Regions from separate parts of the Mus musculus genome. Here regions 1 and 2 are each linked to region 3. The links are chromatin contacts, called in public ChIA-PET and HiChIP or PLAC-seq maps. All regions are on one chromosome and are shown on one strand. The core of a region is the stretch at or near the end of the contact, and the rest is flanking DNA. Distances in the headings are between cores, read along the strand shown.

What was found. ChIA-PET counts read pairs in DNA pulled down with a chosen protein or histone mark. HiChIP or PLAC-seq counts read pairs in DNA pulled down with a chosen protein or histone mark.
Region 1: a contact with region 3 is called in an H3K27ac HiChIP or PLAC-seq map of T-cell acute lymphoblastic leukemia, with 4 times the contacts expected there. The contact joins two enhancer-like sites. A contact is called at or near these places in 1 of 15 datasets of contacts at CTCF or cohesin (embryonic stem cells) and 4 of 115 datasets of contacts at active chromatin or transcription factors (T-cell acute lymphoblastic leukemia, effector CD8 T cells, large pre-B cells and 1 more).
Region 2: a contact with region 3 is called in an RNA polymerase II ChIA-PET map of memory CD8 T cells, with 23 read pairs. The contact joins two enhancer-like sites. A contact is called at or near these places in 3 of 484 Hi-C or Micro-C datasets (CD4 T cells and CD8 T cells) and 2 of 115 datasets of contacts at active chromatin or transcription factors (astrocytes and memory CD8 T cells).

What each region holds. Positions count from the first base shown.
Region 1 is chr7:75,908,229-75,913,155 of GRCm38.p6, reverse strand. No RefSeq gene overlaps it. Among named protein-coding and RNA genes, the nearest start is that of Klhl25, 62 kb to the right of the region's middle. RefSeq lists an enhancer at 2,474-3,173. Within about 2 kb of position 2,660, at least 92 of the 459 cell types and tissues checked have an H3K27ac peak or open chromatin away from gene starts, as enhancers often do. A contact at or near this core is called in T-cell acute lymphoblastic leukemia, effector CD8 T cells and memory CD8 T cells, where this site is marked.
Region 2 is chr7:74,695,991-74,700,879 of GRCm38.p6, reverse strand. It overlaps the pseudogene Gm7726. Among named protein-coding and RNA genes, the nearest start is that of Gm30459, 68 kb to the left of the region's middle. Within about 2 kb of position 2,714, at least 26 of the 459 cell types and tissues checked have an H3K27ac peak or open chromatin away from gene starts, as enhancers often do. A contact at or near this core is called in CD8 T cells and memory CD8 T cells, where this site is marked.
Region 3 is chr7:75,370,328-75,374,958 of GRCm38.p6, reverse strand. No RefSeq gene overlaps it. Among named protein-coding and RNA genes, the nearest start is that of Sv2b, 63 kb to the right of the region's middle. Within about 2 kb of position 2,763, at least 149 of the 459 cell types and tissues checked have an H3K27ac peak or open chromatin away from gene starts, as enhancers often do. A contact at or near this core is called in CD8 T cells, T-cell acute lymphoblastic leukemia, effector CD8 T cells and 1 more, where this site is marked.

The DNA of each region.
Region 1 (4,927 bases), core at 1,411-3,910, 540 kb before region 3:
CAACCTATACAGGGATTTGGAAAGAAGACTACAAATGTTATCAATATTTTATTTATTCACTGGAGTGCTAAACGTCCTGGAACTACATAGCTCATATTTCTTACAGGATTATTAAACATCCCCCAGAATTTCCCTTACAGTCACTTATATTTTGGGTTTATAGCATCCTTCATAATTCTAACATTCTAGCTAACTGAAAGAAATTCGAAGTCTAAACGATATAAAATGTGCACAACCCAAGCTGGATCTGTGAACAATGCCGAATTAGTCTTCGTTACTGTCTTTCTTAATATAATCAGAAACTTGGGAAAGTATATACTAGCAAGAGGCATTGTTAACGGTGCCACTTCAGAGTGGTATCCCAGTGAGGGCTGGGAAATTCTCGTCTCTACCGTGTTCTTCCTGGAAGACTGTTTTGTGTTCAGTGTATCTCATTATTTAAGAAATAATAAAATCTAGTATGCATACATATCTACCATTAAAGCTTTTCAAAACACTTTTTCTTGAGTATTGCACTTTTGGTAGAAACTTTTTCATTTTTTTTTTATATTTAATTTATCTGTGTGACTATGCCCCAAGTGAGTGGCTAGGGGTTACAGGTGACTGTGAGCCACCATGTGCATGCTGGAAGTCAAACCCAGGTGCTCTAGCTGAGCAACAAGTGCTCTTAGCCACTGGGTCATCTCTCCAGCTCCCTGCCTACCATCTAAGCGGATGCTTGTGCATTCTGACGCATGGCCAAGTAAACTGAGCTCCAAAATGAAAGACTATAAGCCCTTGGCCCACCATGCTGTAGAATGCTATTCAGTAACAATATGCTCAGCATATAAAGTAACGAGTTTCATCACAGAACTTTCACGATGTCCTTTCCTGTTCCCACTGGCTCCCTGCTGTCCCTCCTAACCACCTCCCACCCTTGAAGTGATGTTTTCTAAAGAGAACACTGCATTTACAATGTAAAACTCCAGAAAAGAAAGCATGAGGACAGAAAAAAAAGTACAACTCCAAAAGGTTACACACTACATGATCGAAGCTACATAGAAATATATGAAATGACTAAGCTGTAAACGTGGAGAACCCATGGGCCAGGGGCTAAGAGGGCTTCTGTATGGGAAGGACATAAGTGGACAGGGCACTTCCCCTGTATCTTGCAGCATCAATGTCAAAGCCCTAGCTGGAGCATTGTGCTAATTCTTTTGCAAGATATTATCGTTGAGGAAATATGGGTAAAGAAAAAAAATATGCCTGTCTGAATGCTGCCATACTCCTGCCTTGATGATATTGGATTGAACCTCAGAACCTGTAAGCCAGCCCCAATGAAATGTTGTCCTTATAAGAGTTGTCTTGGTCATGGTGTCTGTTCAGAGCAGTAAAACCCTAACTAAGACTGGGATTATTGGCATCACCACCACACCCAACGTCTTACTGATTCTGAGGCATAAACTCTGGTGCTCATGTTCGCAAGCCAAGCCCTTTGCTAACAGAGCGACCTCCTTAGCCCAGTTTCCTGCCTTTGATAATTGTAATGTAGTTTTATGAGAGAATTTTCTTGTTCTTAGTAAAGTGTGATTAAAATAATTAAACACAAGGAGATGTCATATCATACTTTTTTTTAAATGTCACTTAAGCAACTACATACCTTTGAGCCATGCAAGGTGTCCCACTCCCATACCCCCAGCACTTAGGAAACTGAGGCAAGAAGGTGCCCATGACAAGAAGTAGGGGATAGATACCAAGGCACTGTCTCACAAGAGAAAAACTTAAATACCAGAAAAATTACCTGTATCATACAAGAAGGGGCTAACTTTTGGCAGGATGGGAGAAAAATAAATGACAAATTTCATAGTCTTCTAACTTTCCTGTCATTCTGATGTTATTTCAAGATATTTCCATTTTTAAACTATTCTAGAAAATAGCCATAACAGTTACCCAGACTAAACTCCAATGATGGGGTTTTCATTGTAGAATTCTTGTATTGACTCCATCCTCTTCTTCTCTTTCCTCTAAGAGGGCTAAAATCTAAAATTAAATAATGTCTCAATGTCTCATATAAGTATATAGACTAGAATCATCAAAAAAAAAAAAAAAAAAAAAAACAAGCAGCACAAATTCTAAATCTAGATGACCTGGCCCAACCACTGCTACCAAGCCTATGACATGAGCACACTGCTCTGGTTCCATCCTGGGACTCAGGGCTCCATTAGGACCCACACAGAAGGTCTGCCCACAAGCTCCCTTGCCACTGAGAAACTGGATCCCCAGTGGGTGCCTTCACTCCCCTGGCCGCCCCATGCACGGCACCCCAGAATTCTCGTGCGCATGAGAAGTACTTCCTGCCTAGCTCTAGAAACCCAAGCAGCAGCTTCAGGGTAGGGAGCAGCAGAGAAAAGTGTGGTCGTTTGATGACATGCTGACAGCACCATATTCCGGAAACGCATCTTATACAGAGAGCGTGAGATGCCCACTTCCAAGAGAGGGACACCATGAATGTCTATACATCCAGCAATGGAGAGGGCTGGATGTGTGGGCAGATGGAATGACTCCCAGCATTGCCTCCACAGGACACTGTCAGTTCAAGCAGCTCCCACACACACCCCTGCCTGAGCTACTACAATGACTTTCACTCAAGAGCAAATGCAGACCGCAGCCTACTCGGCTCCCAGCCTGCTTCAGAGCCACTTCCTTGCTACGTGCATCAAAGATCTCAGTCCGAGAGCCACCAGGCATTAGGAGCAGTGCTTTCTCTGCTCTCCCTTCCGTACACAGTAGAATGTTTACTTGATTCTCTGTCTCTTTGACAGCGCTACGTCAACAGTCCCTGTGCAGACATCAGGCTTCTGAACACTCAAACCCATACACACACACACACACACACACACACACACACACACACACACACACACAGGCCAGAGGACAAGGCCAATTCTCTCCCATAAATTTGTAAGCTTGTTACCATAGAAACCCGTTCAGTCAAGCAAGTGTGGGTTAGCAGTGCCATCTAGTGGCATAGTAATGATTTTGCCGCCCGTAAACCTTAAGACCTTGAATGGGAAGGAACAGGTGTGTTGGGTTTGAGTTTGCATTCGGTTTGGCTTGGTTTGGCTTGGCTTGGTTTAGTTTGGCTTGGCTCCACTAGCTATCTTGAAAGTCCTTTATTATTTGAGAGATCTGCCCACCCACATCAAGCTCTTCAAAGCCTTTTTCTTCCCACAGAACACATCAAACAGCAGCCCATCTGATGTTCAGGATGCTCAGCATGACTATCCCATGTGTGGCTCTCAGTAAGTCAGGAATCACTGCAGTCACGCATACAGGGATAATAGCAAGCAACACTCAGAGGACCAGAAATAAGTGAGCCTCCCTGTGCCATTGGTCCATTTATTCAGCCAATAATCTGTTTCATGACAGTTAAATGCACCCTTGATGAACTCAGAAGTCACCGATATATGCCTGTGATACATTAAGAAAGTTTGACCAAGACAGAGTCCAGATTTAAGATTTCCACTTCTCTCTGTCTTCCCTCTCTCTCTAGCTTGTCATTTCTCCCCTATCTGTAGTCAAATGTGTCTGATCGGTGCCTACACGAGCACTGGCTGACCTGTCTGTCCATAACAAAGGGCTTTGCTCTTTATTTCAACAGCACAGGAAGTGTCATGTGAGGAAAGACTGTGGGATACTTTATGGAAATTTTTAACAGAGTTTTACAAGGAATTAATTTATTTACTCCAACTTACCCAGATTGCTGACAGAACTGCAAATAGATCAAGCAGTATCTGCTGCTGCTGACACTTACGGCAGATGTTTGGTATAAGGTCTTTTTTTTTTTTTTAACCTATTCAGTTTTCAGCACATGACTATCACAGCACGAGTACAAACAAACATGCATGGCTCTCTGGGTCTGGGACCTGAAAGAGTGCATAACTTAAGATCTCAGCTAGGCCTTAGTTTAGGTGCTCAATGACGACTACACGGGAAATTCAAGGTGAGTAAGGTTGGTTGTGACACTGTTCTCTCAAAGGTGGGTTACACAGCAGGGTGTCAGCCTTGAGTACTAAGCGACCTCAGCTCCACTATTAACTCCATTGTGAGTCTCAACAAAAGGTCTAGTCTCTTGGCATGGGAGAGATATTTTCATAATAACGTATCCGTACTCTGTTTCTATGAGAAGCACATTCATTTCTTCATGGAACAGGGAGTTGATTCTATAAATTCAAAATCTCTTAGCCTCTGCATACCCAGATTCCAGAGGACTCGTGCAGTGCTGTCTGGCTAGGATGGGACTGGGAACAACCTGTCCTCGGGGTCTTTAGCAGCCCTTGCATGCACCGAATCCACTTGTGTGTGCAGCTGAAACTCACACAGGGAATGCTTTGCCCATCTGTACAACAGGGGACCACTTTCAGGTCCAGGCCACTGCTCTTCTGCCTGTTCCTCTTCCCCTGAGGAATGGCAGCTTGTGACACAAGCCATAAAGAGAAACCTTTAGTGAACATCTCCAAAGGATAGATAATCTGTCAACCAAGGTCTATCACTCTAAAGAGCCTGGCCTATTTGAGGCATGTCATATATAAGATGAAAATGAAGGCTTTAAGCTCCAGAAACACAGACATGCTAACATTGGACAGAACCACTACAGGTGGTATGTGTGTCGTGAATCAGCTATCTCTTCATCAAAGCACTTAGAAAAGATAAATTGCCCACCGGGAGATCCATTCCATATACAATCACCAAACCCAGACACTATTGTGGATGCCAACCAGTGCTTGCTGACAGGAGCCTGATATAGCTGTCTCCTGAGAGGCTATGCCAGTGCCTGACAAATACAGAAGTGGATGCTCACAGCCATCCATTGGACTGAGCATAGGGTCCCCAATGAAGGAGCTAGAGAAAGGACCCAAGGAGCTGAAGGGGTTTACAGCTCCATAGG
Region 2 (4,889 bases), core at 1,465-3,964, 670 kb after region 3:
AACAATGGAGGGACCCAACACTTCGTACTCCTGCTTCCTGATCCACATCTGTAAAATGGTGGACAGTGAGGCCAATATGGAGCCATTAATCCAGTCTTAGTACCTATGCTCTGAGAGATTATGCTCAGGGGATTAATGATCTTGACCTTCACTGTCCTGGAAGACAGTGTATTGAACTTCTGAATCTTGTCAGCAATGACAAGCTACAAGGGGATAAAGTTGAAGGTGGTCTCATGGAAGACACAGGACTGCATGCCCAGGAAAAAATGCTGGAAGACCACTTCTGGACACCAAATCTCTCATTGATGATACCAATCTCCTGCACATCAGGTGATTGGTAGTTCTTCTTCAAGGAGCAGCATGATGAAGTAGTGGCCATTTCTTGCTCAAAATCCAGGGATGACACAACCTGTCATTAATGTCATACACAATCTCCTATTCAGCCATGAGTTGAAGCAATGGCCCTCACTAGTCAAACTCTTTATGAGGTAGTCTGATAGGTATCAGCTAGTCAAGTCCACACACACACACACACAAATGACATGAAGAAGGGAGTAGTCCTCATAGATAGTCGTTTTATGTGTGACCAGCCACCGGGAGCCATGACAATGCCAATGGTGTGCCCAGACAGCACCATCTTAATGGCTACACCCATGGTTCGGGTGTTGAAGATTTCAAACATTATCTGTGTCATCTTCTGTCTTAGGATTGGGAGTGATACCCCAGTCAGAAGCACTGGATTTTCCTCCTGGCCACATGCAGCTCATTGTAGAAGGTATGATGGTAGACCCTTCCAATTGGTGACAATGCAGTATTCAATAGGGTACATCAGGATCAAGATACTTCTCTTGATCTTGTCCTCATATCTGACATAGGAGTCCTTCTGTCTACTGGCTACCATGACACCCTAGTGTCATGGGTACTAGTCAATGAAGGAAAACATGGCTCTGCAGGCATGTTTTTCAGCAAAATCAGCTTTGCACATGGCAGAGTCATTGTCACTGATGACCACAGTGACTTCTTCCATTGAAATCAGCATAGGACCAGGCAATGGAGCAGCAAAAGGACATGCAGTGAAGATAGTTGGCAGTGAATAAGTCACTTTTTTGTTCTTTAAAGATATATTTATTTATTTTATAAATATGTATGTGCCTGGTACAACCACTCTGGAAATCAATTTGGCAGTGCCTCAGAAAATTGGACATAGTACTACCAGAAGATCCAGCAATATCACTCCTGGGCATATACCCAGAAGATGATCCAACTGTTAAGAAGGACACATGCTCCACTATGTTCATAGCAGTCTTATTTATAATAGCCAGAAGCTGGAAAGAACCCAGATGTCCCTCAACAGAGGAATGGATACAGAAAATATGGTACATTTACACAATGGAGTACTATGCAGCTATTAAAACCAATTAATTTATGAAATTCTTAGACAAATGGGATGGATCTAGAGGATATCATCCTAAGTGAGGTAACCCAATCACAAAAGAACACACATGATATGCACTCACTGATAAGTGGATACCCAAGATACAATTTGCAAAACACATGAAACTCAAGAAGAAGGAAGTCCAAACTGTGGATACTTCGATCCTTCTTAGAAGGGGGAACAAAATACCCATGTAAGGAGTTACAGAGATAAAGTTTGGAGCAGAGACTGAAGGCATGACCATCCAGAGACTGCCCCACCTGGGGATCCATCCTATAAACAATCACCAAACTCAGACACTATTGCAGATGCCAACAAGAGCTTGCTGAAAGGAGCCTGATGTAGCTGTCTCCTGAGAGGCTCTGCCAGTGCCTGGCAAATACACAGTTATCCACTGGACAGAGCACAGGGTCCCCAGTGAAGGTGCTAGAGAAAGAACCCAAGGAGCTGAAGGGGTTTGCAGCCCCAAAGGAGAAACAACAATATGAACTAACCAGTACCCCCAGAACTCCCTGAGACTAAACCACCAATCAAAGAAATCACATGGTGGGACTCAGGGCTCCAGCTGCATAAGTAGCAGAAGATGGCCTAGTCATTCACCAATGGGAGGGGAGGCCCTTGGTCCTGTGAAAGTTCTATGCCCTAATATAGGGGAATGCCAGGGCCAGGAAGCAAAAGTGGGTGGGTTGGTGAGCAGGGGGACGGGGGAGGGGATAGGAAATATTCGGAGGGGAAACTAGGAAAGGGGATAACATTTGAAATGTAATAAAAGAAAATAATAAAAAAGAACAAAAAGTTAAAAAATATATTTATTTATTTTATTAATATGTGTGTGCCTGAGTATGTATATTTATATGTGTGTGTGTGTGTGTGTGTGCATGAGTGTGTGTGTGTGTGTGTGTGTGTGTGTGTGTGTGTGTATGTATGCATACTTGCCCTATATATGTAAGTGCCCTGAGTCTAGAAGAGAGCATTAGATCCTCTGAAACTCTAGTTATCACGCAGTTACATGATGTGGGTCCTGGAACTGAACCTGGGTCCACTATAAGAGCAGTAGATGCTCTTAACTGCTGAGCTGTCTCTGCAGCCCTCACCATTTCTTTCTTCATCCACCTTGATCCCCAAAGCACCTAAGCTTAGGATTGAGGAGTGGCTTCCTAGCATAATTTTCCATCACACTGTTCATTTTCAACCCTCCATTTGGCTCTAACACTGCCATTTGATTCTCTATATTAATCTCTCTGCCTGATCTGTAGCTTGGTTTCTTTTTCTTCCTGTTTGAGCTTGAAGAGAGTCATGGTCTCCTTCTGTCATAGACCCACAAATGACCTTGAAATGTTCAGCTCTCACCTAAACATCCATTGTTTCTGTCTGCTCCCCACACCACATTAGACATCAGCAAGTTATTTCTCCCATTATCAGTGAATGAGATCTCCTTCCCCTCCCTGTCCCTTGTCCCTTTCCCTCTCCCCCTCCCCCTCCCCCTTCCTCTCTTTCTTTCTCTTTCATTTTTTCACACAGCTCAGCCTCTGCACCTCGATAATCTTCCTCATCTTGAGGTTTCCCTTTTGCTTAAATTCATTATTCTGACAGTGTCTGTGCTCTTTTTCTAATCACTGTTGGCCGCACAGCTCCGATTTAAGAAGAGGGTCCACACTGATTGTTTCTGTCTGAGTTAGGGCCATGACTGCTGCCATCACGTTTTATAGGAACAGAAAATTTGGTCTCTAAGAAAGTGTACGCATACAATGCATCTTGCAAAGGGCAAACGTGCTAAGACAAGGCACCATTTAAGAACACAATTGGTGCTTTGGTAGGTGTTGTATGCAGCCCATTCTCTGGAGTTAATTAGCTCTTTATCTTCCTGGACTGACTATATTTCAGGTTCACCCAGTCTATATTTTTCTCAACCTTTGTTCCAGTTGTTCATTGCTTTGCTCTGTGTTATTTCATTGCTCCTGGCCAGTAATGTCAAGTCACAGAGTAAACTAGAAGAAAAAAACGATGGTGATTAGGATGGTTGCTATGGTAGCTTCCACTATTTTTGGAGCCTTCGAAGTATACAGTAGACCCTTTTCTAGTTTCTTTATATGTATTAATATGGAAGCTTCCCAGAAAAACCCAATGATAGGAGCATAGCTGGTATTCCAATATTACACTATAACAGAAGTACTGTGTTTAAATAGCTTATCCAAGTTGTACTGCTAAAGGGAAGTTGGATGTGAAAGAGGGGCACAAAGTTCCAAAAGAATTCACAGGTTTACGTGCATGAGATTGCTCTTGTCATATCAGAGGTCACAGCTCATACTGCAGCCTGTATCGGTGAGAGCAGATCCTAGCAAGAGTGACTGTGTCGAGTCTGGAGAGCAGCTGAAGAGATGGGAGAAAGTATAAAAGTCAAAAGGAACCAACTTTGTAGAGGAGAGAAAATATAACTGACGGTCAGCCAGGTGGGAACAACTGTTCTATACCTTGTCCCAAGAGGTAAAAGACTGGTCAGGATTGTCATAATTGTCATAATTTCCAATTGTGGTTTTATGACCTGTTATTTCTTCCTGTTTTCACAGAGCTCTCAGACTGGCAAGTGGCGACTGCAAGGCAAAGGAACAGACGCTCACAGTGAACTATGGAAGTGCATGTTGGTGCTAAATCATCCTAAACATTGTTCACAGCCTTGAGAGTCACAGAGTGAATGAGGGCTTCGGCAAGAGGGCTTGTTGTTACTTTTCTGCCATTTCAAATACTTAAAAGCCTGTCAGTAATAGGTTTCGAAAAGTGCGTATAAATAGTGGCCATTCTTAAATTGTCCCCCAATGTGGTTGTTCCAATAAAAAGGAGCACCATAGGCTTATAGGGAGTAGCTGTATTAGAAGGTGTGGCCTTGTTAGAGCAAGTCTGTTACTAGAGGTTGCCTTTGAATCCAAACCCAGGGTTTCTCTTTCTGCTGCCTGATGATTCATATGCAGAGCTCGAGGCTCCTTCTCTAGCATCACATCTGCCTGCATGCTGTTATGTTTTCCGCCATGGTGACTATGGACTAAACCTCTGAACTGCCTAAGTCAGCATTAGTTAACTGTCTTCTATAAGAATGCCCATGGCCATGGTGTCTCCTCCCAGCAATAAAATCCTAATTAAGACCCAACAAAGGTCCAGATGGTGAGTCCTACTCATCTCCAAACACCAGTTCATCTAATTCCTCTTAGGAAAGTCTGCTGTGCCCATGCTGAGTAGGGCACACCTTTCCCTGACCTCTGTGGCACTCTGTGCTTCCCTATGATAAGGGTGCCTGTTTATCCTGATTGGAGAATCAGAAGCAAATAGCAATAGCCAGACACTAGATTTTGCCACTTGCCCTGGCTCCTCACTTCATTTGGTATTGACAGCTTTGCATGCTGAACCTTGACTCTGAGCCTGGCCACACATGAAACTTACTTTGGCCAATTCATTAAGCTAA
Region 3 (4,631 bases), core at 1,514-4,013:
CTTCCAGTCAGCTGAAAAAACTGCCTCAGCAGTTTTTACAGCTTATATATGCTTGGGGAAGTGTCTAGTGCGTCTGGTCAGTTTTAGGGACTTCCTGAAGCTATTTTGAGTTGTTTGCTTCCTGAAGAGACGGAGCTTCCCTGAAGGTAGACTTCTACACCTCTTAGAACATGGTGTTATTTTACTTCTCTGTAAACATCCTGTTTGCCCTTTCACCTCCCCTCTAACATTTTGTGTTTTAAGAAGCTTCCGTCTAAGAGGGAAAGTTGTAATCTTAGAGAAAAGTGTTCCACAACCGTTTCTGGGGTTATTTACAGGAAATTGAGCATCTTATCAGTGTCTACACCACGGAAGAAAATGTCTTGTGTTATAGCTCTGAGAAGAAAGGCTTCCCCAATGGAGGTTTTGCATCTCTGAAGTGAAAGGAATTCTGGTAGCTGGGAGCCGAGGAATACCACAAAGTCACAGTGCAGCAACCCTCTCACAGGAGATTTGTTGGGAGAGACACATCCTGGGAGAGTGGCTGCCTCTGCTCAAGTGAGAAGCAGCAGGGAGCTGAGCAGGAGGCAGGCTTTATATAGGGCCCTATATAAAGCCTTGGGGGTAGGGTGGAGTTTTCCAGGGTGGGGATTGGTGGGATTTCAAGACAAGCCCAGGGATTGGTGGAACTTGGAGCTCAGGAATTGGTGGGTTTGGGTAGGTTTTCAAAAATGTTCAGACCTTTTACCCTATGATATCTCTCCTCTAGCAATATGTATGTTCTGTATCCTATATATCTATAACCTATACCCTATATGTCTATAACCTATACCCTATATGTCTATAACCTATATCCTATATGTCTATATCCTATATCCTATATGTCTATAGCCTATATCCTATATCCTATATGTCTATGGATCCCAAGGGAGGCCGAGACAGGGTATCATGAGTCAGGTTGACCTCAAACACACTATGTAGCAGAGAATGACCTCGAAATTCGGATTCTTTTTTTTTTTTTTCTTTTGTTTTTGTTTTTGTTTTTGCTTTTTTGTTTTTTTTGAGACAGGGTTTCTCTGTGTAGCCCTGGCTGTCCTGGAACTCACTCTGTAGACCAGGCTGGCCTCGAACTCAGAAATTCACCTGCCTCTGCCTCCCAAGTGTTGGGATTAAAGGCGTGTGCCACCACTGCCCGGCGAAATTCTGATTCTCCTGCATCTACTTCCAAGTGCTGTGATTACAGATGGGAGCCACCACTCCCAAGCTAAAATGTACTTTTCCCCTAGTGGTTCTGGGAATTGGACCCAGGGTCACGTTTGGGTGTCAGGCAAGTGTTTAGCCACTGATTTGACACTCTATTTTAAATTTTGCTCTTTCCCAAGGCACTTTCACAGGTTTCCACCTTGTCCCTCATGCATGGAAGTCTGTTTCCAGGCTTCTTACTGTGTTCAAGTCTTTTTTTCTTTCGTTTTTTTTTTTCTTCTAGTGTTTCTTTTATTCCCCCCACCCACATCATATTAACTCATAGCAATGAGTGAGGGAATTCAGTGGTTTCCAACAGTGTTCGAACCACAGAAAGCAAGGTTGAGTGTGAGGCTGGAGAGCTGCATCTCAGTGAGTTTATTGGACACAGATTTCAATACCAGAAGCTCTAACAACTCAGGGTCCTCCTTCCAACAAGTATGACGAGCAGATTACACAGTCTGTGATCATCTGCTGGGATGAAGAGAAGAGAGCATGAGTCCATCTGTTCCCTCTTCTCCCACATGGAAGTTCTGCGTTATCAGTGACGTTACCATGGCATAGACTGTGATAAATGAAACTGTGTCAGAGGTGAGACAACATTTTTGTGTGTCTGAACAGAGAGTGCGTTTAAACAGATACAACTGTTCTCTGCCCCAATTCCTGTTACAGGGCGAGACAACACGAGGCCGGAAGAAACCTCTGAGATCATCTGGTTCAGATCATTTTCAGATGGGTGGGGTGGCCATATCCAGAAGTTCCTGGAACAGCCTCAGTTTATGCCAGTTGTGCCAGAGTAATAATGGCGAGAACTGCCTTTCAGAATCTCAACGTCTCATTGGAGATAAGCATCATCACTTTATTGATGAGGAAATGACATTTCCAGGGGCTAAGTGAGGTTTCCCACTAATTAAGACTAGTTAATGTTGACGGCAGCGCTCCCCAATCCTGATCCTAGGAAATCCATCCAAGTGTGAAACTATTTGAAATATTTTTCTTATTAAGTATGATGTGAATTTATTACTAACTAAACACCTGGGGAACTGAAATGAAGACTTAATTGGATTTTAGACACAAAGCTCGGTGATCAAATTATTGATGACAGAGCTAAAGTAAACACTGGGGATGAAGTAATTTTTGAAAACTCATGCAAATTTCCTAAGTGCATCACATGGCCAGACTTCAAGTCTTTTCAAGTCTGTTTATTACTTTCTGGTAGCAGAATGACATGATCTTAGTTTCATTTATTTTCTCTGTTTCTCCAGACTATATATTTTCTCAATGACTATATATTTTACATATTATTGGAAAGAAAATAATTGGATTAATGGTTATTCTAAAACGATGACATCTTCCTGCACCTGTCACCCAGTTGCATGGGAGTCAGAGTCACTGCATGCCTGGTCCCTTTCCATCTGTGATCTCATGGAATCCTCACAGAAGCCCCATATGTTGTCAGTTCGTGGTGTAGATGACTCTGAGGGCCCCCAGGAGGTAGCCTGTTTAAGGGCAGAGAGAGCATGTGGGCCTGGGAAACCACATGCAGCCTGTCTGCTGTGCGAGTCCATGTGAGAAAGCCACATCCTCTAATCAGCAGACAGGGCTGTGACTCTCACAGCAGCTGCATCTCCTCCTCTTCCTTCCTAACTGTGCCCCCGTCCTGGCCCAGTCCTTCAAGTCGGATGGTGATTTAACCGACCAAATGTCTTCCACACAGATATAGATAGCAAGGGGCCAAGATCCGGGGACTGTGGTTTCATTAAAAATATATTTTTATTTGTTCTTTGACAATTTCATAATTTAGACAATGTGTCTGATAATAGCCCTGCTCCCCACTCCTTTCTCCAGAGTCCCCCACACGTGTCCTTCCCCTTTATGTCCCTCTACTCTTCTTCCTCCTTCCCTTCCTCCTCCTCCTCCCCCTCCTCCTTCTTTTAAATAATCTACTGAGTCCAGTTAGTCTTACCAGTATGCATATGGGCAACCCAGCAAGGGCCAGAGGAAAAATGACTTCTCTTTCTGTAACAACCCTTACCTTAGTTGTCAAAATCTCCTCAGCTAGTGCTGGGCCTGAGCCCACCCCATTCTTGGATTCATGTACTTAGTGACTGGCTTGGTTTTGTGCAGGTAACTCTAGCTTCTTTGAAACACACACACACACACACACACACACACACACACACACACAGAGAGAGAGAGAGAGAGAGAGAGAGAGAGAGAAAGAGAGAGAGAGGTAAATATAATAAAAAAGAAAGCAAATACCAATTCAATCTTTCATGTCCCATCAGAGGTAGTTTTCCTTTGGGTATCTACTTTGAGACATGAAAATTAAACCGAGTTAGTCACCCTAACAAGGAGGGTAGGGTAGGAGGGAACAGTAGCTGGGGTTACGGGCAGAGGACACTGGGGTAGGCATTTCTGTGTCCGGAACCCTGGAGAGACTGATTTCACTGTAGCGGTCACTGACAGACCTTCCAGACCCATCTGTGTTTATACGATTTAGTAAATCTATGACATCACTATGCAGGGCTGTTTCAGATTATATACTAGAATGAGGATGTTCTGTGTTCAGAGCACAGACTGAGTGAATCGCCTGGGCAGGTTTCTTCTCCATCATCTCAGTTCTCTTCTGCCATCTGCTGGGGCAGGCACTCTACAGCATGGAGAACCAGGGAAGAGCTTGTCGCAAGCCCCTGACAGTGATATATCCAACAGCAATACGCTGAAAAGGCTGGAGAGGCAGGCTTTACACCATCCTGCCTTCCTTTCCCAGCAGATCTTCTGGGGTTTTCAAAGATTAACATAGTTCCTAGTATTTTTTAAATGTAACAGCCTTATAGTAGCAGCTGTTGCTACACTTGAAACATTTTAAACAGTATTTTATAAATGACACAGAAGCACACAGGTTTGAGTTTAAAAAAAAAAAAAGAGAAACAGAAGCGCAGAGATTGAGGAAGTGGAGCCACGAGCTGGCAGCGGAGCCCCACCAGAAGCTTCCTTGACACTGGGGTACACACTTTTCTCACAAAGCATTGCAGAAAATAAAAGCAAGGAAGAGTCCCAGAGAGGTGAGTCAAGCTGCTGTTCAGTGCACGAAGGAAGGCTGTGGTCCAAGATCCTCAGCCCTCAGATGGCAGGGAGTAGGGGTGCGTAGGGTGGACCTAGCAGCACAATTTCCCACACGCCTTTCAAGGTCAATGCCAGGACAATGAGAGACATTTAAAAAGTCACTTACTATTTTTATTTCATACGTATGAGTGTTTTGCCTGCATGGGTGTGCACCACCAGCACTGTCTCTGAGGCCAGTGTTCCCCGAGCCATGTTCCCAACTCCTCCCCAGTTTTCCTATCTTCTCTCCCTGACCCTCTTGTTAACACCCTTCTTCCCAGCAAGTGCCCTTCCTACTTCCA